2 separate regions of the Mus musculus genome follow, and region 2 is linked to region 1. A link is a contact called in public HiChIP or PLAC-seq data. All regions are on one chromosome and are shown on one strand. The core of a region is the stretch at or near the end of the contact, and the rest is flanking DNA. Distances in the headings are between cores, read along the strand shown. Region 1 has its middle 5.3 kb from the start of Ccne1. Region 2 has its middle 19 kb from the start of Pop4.

Region 1 (4,029 bases), core at 1,295-3,794:
CATGATTTCAAGAGGAGATGAATGCTGGGGGGCTTCGTGGAGGAAAAAACATTTAATGGTTGCCCAAGGCTAGGGAAAGTTCTGCAGTGCAGTTTGAAGCCTTTGAAACTCACTGGTGGTCCCTCGTCTGGAATAGTTGGCTTTGAGGTATACAAGTTCGTTTTTCTTTTGTCCCTACATGGGCTCCAGAGCACTTAAGAGCTAACACAGCCTTGGGGGAAGACTATAGAAAGAACCCTCACACATTGCCTTAGAGACACGATGCGGCTGCTGTGTAGCGTAGGTAGCACCTCTCTCCTGTCATTGGTCTTTTGGATCGTTGACAGCCTCCCTCTGCTCCGTGGCTATCTGCAAAATGGGTGTAATTCTAACTTTCCAGGCTCCTAGAGCTGCAGAGAACTCTTTTAATAGTGTTTGACACAGTAAGTGTGCCAGAGATATGCTCACTATTCATTCACAAGGCAAGTTGGAGGTCTTGGTTTAGTTTCATGTGTGACCCTGTCCTTGATTGTGGTGGAGAGGTAGATGCACGAGCCAGGATATAAGGTTTACAGAGAAGGAAGACCAGAAAAATACACTATTCGAACAGTGGGGGCCTTGGACAAGCTACCCCCACCGTGTGTGTGTGTGTGTGTGTGTGTGTGTGTGTGTGTGTTGGTGCTTGGGCTGGAACCCGGAGCCTCACATAATATGTTAAACAATCTCACCACTGAGATATGTCTCCAGCCCACCTTAAATGTGTATGAATAGGAAGTTAAGAGGCCCTGCTGCTGGAGAAGTTTGCCCAGGGAAAGGATGGCTCCAAATTGCTCCCAAGGCTAACTTGCTGTGCCTCCCGAGCCCACGCTGTTTCAGTGAGCCCCACAGTGGGAAGACTGTAACACTGGTCAGTCCTAACTCTGTTGTATCGGGGAGCACGTCCAGTCAATTCAACCTTACATGGGAAGCTAGGATCGATGAAAACTTCCTAGGAAAATTAAAATCCCCTTTTAGCTTAGAGTCACATAGAAGAGAGGTGACAGCTGATGCGTGTGGACTCTGAGCTAAGCTCTGGCTTGCCAGGATCAGAGGCTAATTTGCAGACACTTCAAGAAGTGAGGGTATATAAGCATGTCGGGTGTTGGGGGCATATATGCTGCAAACACTGACTGCCTCAGCACGGCAAAGGCACAAGGGTGCTTTGTTCTGTGTCCGACCTCCATATCCCCAGCTTTCAGGAAAATCTCCTCATTTTGGGTTTTCTGAAGACAGACACAGCTGCAACACAGAGGTGGGGCTTGAGGGAGGAGGCTCAGCTCTCACTTCTGGTCAGAGATCAACATTTTTCTCTAAGCACCACCCTCTGAGGCACTTTGATGGGAGACAGGGCCTTGGCCAATCAGAGCACCACATTCCTGGTTGTGTGATTGGTTTCTGCACAGGCCTGGGGCCCAAGCGGAGCCAATGACATTCCTCAGGAGTTGCTAGGCTGACTGGAAGTGGGCTTGCAGCCACGAGGCCATCTTGCCACATAAGTTGACCTGCTTTGGAGGCAAACTCTTCCTGGAGAGCAGAGTGGAGGGGGGGGGGGGTGTTTGCTGGGAGGCAGGTTTCCGATTTGTTGAGTCCCTGTGTCCAATCAAGCTTAAGGCTGGATTACTGGGAACTTCCTGGATGCTGGAACCAATCAATTATTTTCAAGTATTGACTTAGCTAGTTGGGATTGGGTTTCTTATCTTATGCCACAGAAAATCATGGTTGTCATGAGTGAGTGAGAGAGTGAGCAACTGGTCAGGCTTTGCAGCAAGCCTCCGAATCCCCAGGGCAGCGGTCCTCACCCACTAGGTCAGCGAAGCCAGGGACACATTCCTCTGTGGGTGCCAGGCCTAAGTCTATTAACATCCCTCAGTCGCTGTCATCTGTCACGTTGGAATCCACTTACAATCGGCCTGGCAACCAACAGAAGTTACACACAGACAGGTGCTGGCAGCCCACTGAAAAACGGCAAAAATGTGAATTCCTGTATGCATGAGGGTTTCCGACTCGTGGGACAATGGAATAATTTGGCAAAGTTGAGCCCACATCTGTGCACAACAACTGCAGGAAGCTCCCCGTTTCGCATCTTTATCATCGTCATCACCACCACCATCATCATCATCACCGTTATTCATTACTACTCTTAGTATTGTTATGATTGTCATTTTGCCCCATATCTTTATTTCTAATTTAGGGACCAACCTGTTCTCTTTGCTTGTCTGGCTTTGAAACCCCACCTAGGAAGGAATTCCAGCTGACTCAGCGCCTGGAGGGTCAGGGGAGGATTGAGATTACAGGAAGAAAGCATGGAGGGGGTGAGACCAGAAACAACTAGGTCCGCTCCTGAGTGTGCACAGACCACAGCCCAGACTCTGGAAACCTGGCTTGTCTGTGCAAATAAATGGATAGATGAATGGATAGAGGACAAAGGGGTGTGCTTCAGCATGCCTTTCCAGGAGGTGATAGGAAGCCCGGGGAGGCCTGGGAGGCTCCGGGAGGCTGGGCGTGTGGAGTTCAGTACCCAGCACATTCTTTTGCTGGTGTTAGAAACACAAAGGCTATTCCACATGTGAAGGCAAGGCTTCCCCCTCCTCCTTCCACCCTCCGTTCTGGGTTCCGAGGGCCTCTCCACCTTTGACCTCTTACTACAAATTATATTTCCCACTTTAGTCCATGTGTTTGCAAAGGAAAACCTCCTGTCCCTGCCCTAAATGGAAAGCCAGCATCCCTAGATGCAAGGAAAGGAAAGCATCAAGATGTTTATGTCTAAAGCAGATGGACCCAGGCAGAGCCTGCTGCCTGTCCCGGGCCGTTTAACGCAGGAGGTGATCTGGAGATGCCACTTTCACAAGGTTCCTGGAGCACACACACTCACAGGCACAGAAAGTATAGTGCTGGCTGCCAGTGCCTGGGGAGAGGGGAGAGGGGAGAGGGGAGAGGGGAGAGGGGAGAGGGGAGAGCCATTGTCCAATGGGGACCAAATTCCAGTAGGGCAAGAAGGAAAGAGATGTGGGTGGGCAGAGATAATGACAGTATAATAGGAAAGCTCTTAAAACTGTGAGGGTGGCTCAGTGGTTAGGAGCAGGCACTGCTCCTGAAGAGGGACTGACTGAGTTTAATTCCCAGCGTCTATGTAAGGCAGCTCACAAAAATTCTGGGTCCTGGACCTATGGTGTCTATCCATGGGCACTAGCAATTACCTGCTTGCCCTCAACGTAGACCTACTCACCTGCACATAGTTAAAGATGTGAAAAAAATCTAGGGTTAAAAAAAAACAAAACAAAATTGTAGACTGGGCATGGTGGCACATGCCTTTAATCCCTGCACTCAGGAGGCAGAGATAGACTGTTCCTTGTGAGATCAAGGCCGACCTGGTTGGGTTACATAGCAAGGCCCTATCTCAAAATATAAATAAACAGGGCTGGAGAGGTGGCTCAGCGGTTAAGTGCACTGCCTGCTCTTCTGAAGGTCCCGAGTTCAAATCCCAGCAACCACATAGTGGCTCACAACCATCCGTAATTATGAGAGACACCCCCCCCAATCCATCTCAAAATGAAACAAATCCCACAAAACCAGTTATTCTTGATTAGGTCTAAGGGAAAGGACCGGCCATGGGTGGGGGACGGGAGGTGGAGATGCCAGAGGCAGGATAAGGCTGAATGGGGGCACTGAAGAAGGTGGCTCTGGCGTGGTGGAGGTGGCTGCTGAATCCCCACATGACTGTCCCCATCGCTGGAGAGGAATGGCCTTCTGTGAATCTCAGCTCCTGTATTCCTATTTTATTGTGATGTTGGGGAATCACTTCACCTTCAGGTGCCTTCAGCTTGTGCTGATCTTCCTCCTCCTCTTCCTCCTCTTCCTCCTCCTCCTCCTCCTCCACCTCCTCCACCACCTCCTCCTCCTCCTCCTCCTCCTCCTCCTCCTCCTCCTCCTCCTCCTCCTCCTCCTTTTCTTTCGGATCGCTAGTTATGTCTTCAGCTCCACATCTGATTAGTTTCTGGAGGGGAGATCTAA
Region 2 (3,953 bases), core at 235-2,734, 140 kb after region 1:
CTTCACATGATGTGGACCACAAGGCAGACAGCACAAGATGGAAGCAAAGCTAGACTATCCTGTTAAGACCTTCCAAAACAGCACCTCTACATGGGGGATATGGAATCAAACTCATGAACCCATGGGGGACTTTGCAGATCCAAACTAACAGGTGGGGTTAGTTGTGTATGTTGGTTCCCAGCTGAGGCAGGGTCTGTATATATGTACATGTGTATATGTGTGTATCTATATGTGTGTATATGTGTATGTATGTTTGTTTGTATGTATATGTGAATGTCCGTATGTATGTATGTATGTATGTATGTATGTATGTATGTATGTATGTATGTTTGTATGTATATGTGAATGTCTGTATGTATGTGTGTGTGTATGTATGTATGTATGTATGTATGTATGTATGTATGTATGTATATGAGGCAGGGAGTTTGGGGCCATCTTGGATTGTACAGCAAGTTACAAGTGCAGTCAGAGTTCCTTGTAAAACCATGTCTCACAAACAGGCAAACAACCAACTACAAAATTGTGGATAATGTCTTTAGGAGAGATTGAGCCATGGTTCATGAGCACTGTGCCTTTTTGAAGATTTCTCAGAGACCCCATTGGCCCTTGGCCATGTGAGGTTCCAGTGAGATAGCTATTTTATAGATTGGGGGCCTAGTTAATATCAAATTGTGTGAAACTTTGCTTGGACAACCCAGCATTCAGAGCATTGCAAAAAACTTTTATAAAACTGTTTTTTTAAAAAAGGTTTATTTATTTTATGTATGTGAGTACACTATTGCTGTCCTCAGACACACCAGAAGAGGGCATCAGATCCCATTATGAGCCACCATGTGGTTGTTGGGAATTGAACTAAGGACCCCTGGAAGAGCAGTCTTAACCGCTGAGCCATCTCTCTAGTCCACAGAAGACTTTTATAATGTACCTGGTCTGTGGTTTTTTATTTTTAAGCTTTATGTATTTGTTTTATGCATATGAGTACACTGTAGCTGTACAGATGGTTGTGAGCCATCATGTGGTTGCTGGGAATTTAACTCAGGACCTCTGCTCACTCCATTCCTGCTCGCTCCAGCCCAAAGATTTATTTATTGTTTGTTTATTGTCAGTACACTGGAGCTGTCTTTAGACATACCAGAAGAGGGTGTCAGATCTCATTATGGATGGTTGTGAGCCACCATGTGGTTGCTGGGATTTGAAATCAGGACCTTTGGAAGAACAGTCAGTGCTCTTAACCACTGAGCCATCTCACCAGCCCTGGCCTGTTTTGTGTGTGTGTGTGTGTGTGTGTGTGTGTGTGTGTGTGTGTGTGTGTGTGTGTGTGTTTAAGTGTGACAGTAGCCTGACCAGGTAAAGATATAGGCCTATGGCAGGGAGCCATCCCAGTCTGATGCCTGGAACCAAGCTTAAGCTAGTGTAGCTGCAGTAAGCAGACCAGTCAGGCTGGCTGTTTCAGACTCTGGCAAACATCAGCTTCATGTGAGCCAAAGGACAGAGGGAAGGCTGGCATGAGGAAGGGAGACATACACAGAGGCAGAAGTGCAGACCTAGTGAGATGTGGGGGATAAGCAATTTCTTTGTTTGCCTGAAAGGGAAGCCTAGGAATGTGTCCACATGCATTTTTGAGGGGCAGCTGAGACTCTGCATCAGAAAAGAGAGCCATCACAGGGCTGGGCTGCCATGAGATTCTAGATGCAGTTTGAGCTGCACTACTCTGGGAGCCCTGACCCTCTCTGTCTTCATTATTTAAGGCTATGCTTACCTCAGGCTCGACACAGCCAAGGAGGGGTTATCACCATAAAAAGCTCCTGGAATGGCGCCCAGGCGGCTGTCAGGGCCTACCCAGAGGAAAATCAGCCTCAACAAGCAGACTGTAACTATCTGTTATGTTAATTAGGCTGCCGGATAATAGGGTGTTCAATGATTATTGCAGTCTGTAAAACCTGTAGCAAACACGGGTTCAACTGCAGACCTGGTGGGGGCTCCTCCTACCTCGAAGAAAATAGTCTTGGTTCTATCCTGTCAATGGAGATTTTACTCAAGGTGAGTTTAAGTTCTGGAGACACAGATGATTCTGCGGAGAGGTTCGGTCATGTGACCCACCTGCGCTTGCATGATTCTAGGCAGATGCATCTATGGCCTCAGCTTACTAGGAGTCACCAATGCAGACGTCGTAGGGCTAGCTTGTGTTCCCAGCTAGAGTTTGCTGAGGCAGGGGCAGCTTTGGAAAGCCCCTGGTCCTTATTTGGAGGACAGTGCTGTAGATCCATGACTGTGGGGTGAAGCCACACACAAGAACTTTATCCGTCACACACATCACTCATACCATTTATTTTTAAAGGACACAGGGCTACTAGGAGGACTATGGTGCTTTGCCTAAGGTCACAAAAATAAGAGAGGCAAGGCACTTTTGTGATGCCACTCAGCTGTGCCCCCTTGATCTTGTTCTCTGGGACTTAGCTGGCTTCCCTGCCTCCCTTCCCACTTTCCTGTTCTCTAAGACCATGGTGGCTGTACTGTTTCTATCTCTTTGGGGCTGCTGCCAGCAGGCCTAGGCTTCCCTATGCACTGGTCTAGAATGCATGTCTCTCCTAGTAAGCCTTTCTGCCTTTAGGCCCTGGTTGTGGGTACACAAAGGTTCAAAGGGACAGAGATTGCGTTTCTGACACCGTGCTCATGAGTACTGTTCCCATGCCTCATAACAATATCTGAGATGGCTGTGGTGGAATATAATATGCCTACAATCCTAGCATTTGGAAGGGTGAGGCAGAGAGATCCTGAGTTCCCAGATAGCCTGGTATATAGGGTAAGTTTCAGGCTAGCCTGTGCTGTAAAGCTAGAGACCCTATTTTAAAAAAAGAATCAAGCCGGGCGTGGTGGCGCACGCCTTTAATCCCAGCACTTGGGAGGCAGAGACAGGCGGATTTCTGAGTTCGAGGCCAGCCTGGTCTACAAAGAGAGTTCCGGGACAGCCAAGACTATACAGAGAAACCCTGTCTCGAAAAACCAAAAAAAAAAAAAAAAAAAAAAAAAAAGAATCAAAACTAATCAACTAATGAAAGATCAAAAAAGGCTGGGAGTATGGGTCATGGTCACAGGCTCAATGGTGTTCGTTTCCTTCCCGGCATTCAAACAAACAACAAAGAAAACCTTTCTTCTGTGCATCTTCAATGCTGACCCTGGTCTAGGATGCAGATATTCCTCACAGGCCAGAGCCACCTCCTCACTGGCATATGTTCTTTGTCCTGGTGCCTCTGTCCATCCCTCTACTCTTGCCTGATTTCCCTGGCTTCTTCCCAGTCCACTCATAGCCTGAAGCTTCCAGCTAGACCTCATCTGGGGACACCAGAGGTCCTACCCCATGCCTGTTTGTCTGCTTGCATTACTTCAGTGCAGAAGTCTGGCTTCATCTTAAGGTCAGTTCCCAAAGGACACAGGCATGCATTTTCCCTTTCCCACCCCACAGTCACATGACCTCCTTCTCCACTATTCACTGCCTCACCCACTAAATTGGGGATGACCTATGGGGTGGGGACCAGCAGATTCAAGGTGACCACACCCTAGAGACTGAAACATTGCTGAATTCCTGGTCTCCAGAGATCCAGAGTATAGAACCAGTAATTTGAGAGATGGCAGGAGATAACACAATTGGTAACATACCACATTCATTAGGACTTGGAGGGGCTTTTCTTTTTCTTTATATTTGTAGTTTTTAGGCAAAGGCCCTTAGTATCCTGGGCCCTACCATGTGGGATAAGATCACCAGGGAAATGTTTAAATTATTTCAGATGCCAGCTAAGCCGGCACTCAGTAGAATCAATATTCATGGTTATTCTATAGCTGACTCTCCCTGCCCCCAGTAGCTAGGATTGAGCCTAGGACCTTGCACATACCAGGTATATTCTCTATAGACTATAATGTTACAAACCTGTTGTACAGGACTAGCCTCTGAGCAG

The links. HiChIP or PLAC-seq counts read pairs in DNA pulled down with a chosen protein or histone mark.
Region 2: a contact with region 1 is called in an H3K27ac HiChIP or PLAC-seq map of embryonic stem cells, with 5 read pairs. The contact joins two enhancer-like sites. A contact is called at or near these places in 3 of 39 promoter capture datasets (the 3T3-L1 cell line, the HPC-7 cell line, HPC-7-derived erythroid cells and 1 more), 3 of 484 Hi-C or Micro-C datasets (all in embryonic stem cells), 1 of 115 datasets of contacts at active chromatin or transcription factors (embryonic stem cells) and 2 of 9 other capture datasets (adipose tissue and liver).

What each region holds. Positions count from the first base shown.
Region 1 is chr7:38,110,782-38,114,810 of GRCm38.p6, forward strand. No RefSeq gene overlaps it. Among named protein-coding and RNA genes, the nearest start is that of Ccne1, 5.3 kb to the left of the region's middle. Within about 2 kb of position 2,545, at least 73 of the 459 cell types and tissues checked have an H3K27ac peak or open chromatin away from gene starts, as enhancers often do. A contact at or near this core is called in embryonic stem cells, where this site is marked.
Region 2 is chr7:38,250,242-38,254,194 of GRCm38.p6, forward strand. No RefSeq gene overlaps it. Among named protein-coding and RNA genes, the nearest start is that of Pop4, 19 kb to the right of the region's middle. Within about 2 kb of position 1,485, at least 28 of the 459 cell types and tissues checked have an H3K27ac peak or open chromatin away from gene starts, as enhancers often do. A contact at or near this core is called in embryonic stem cells, where this site is marked.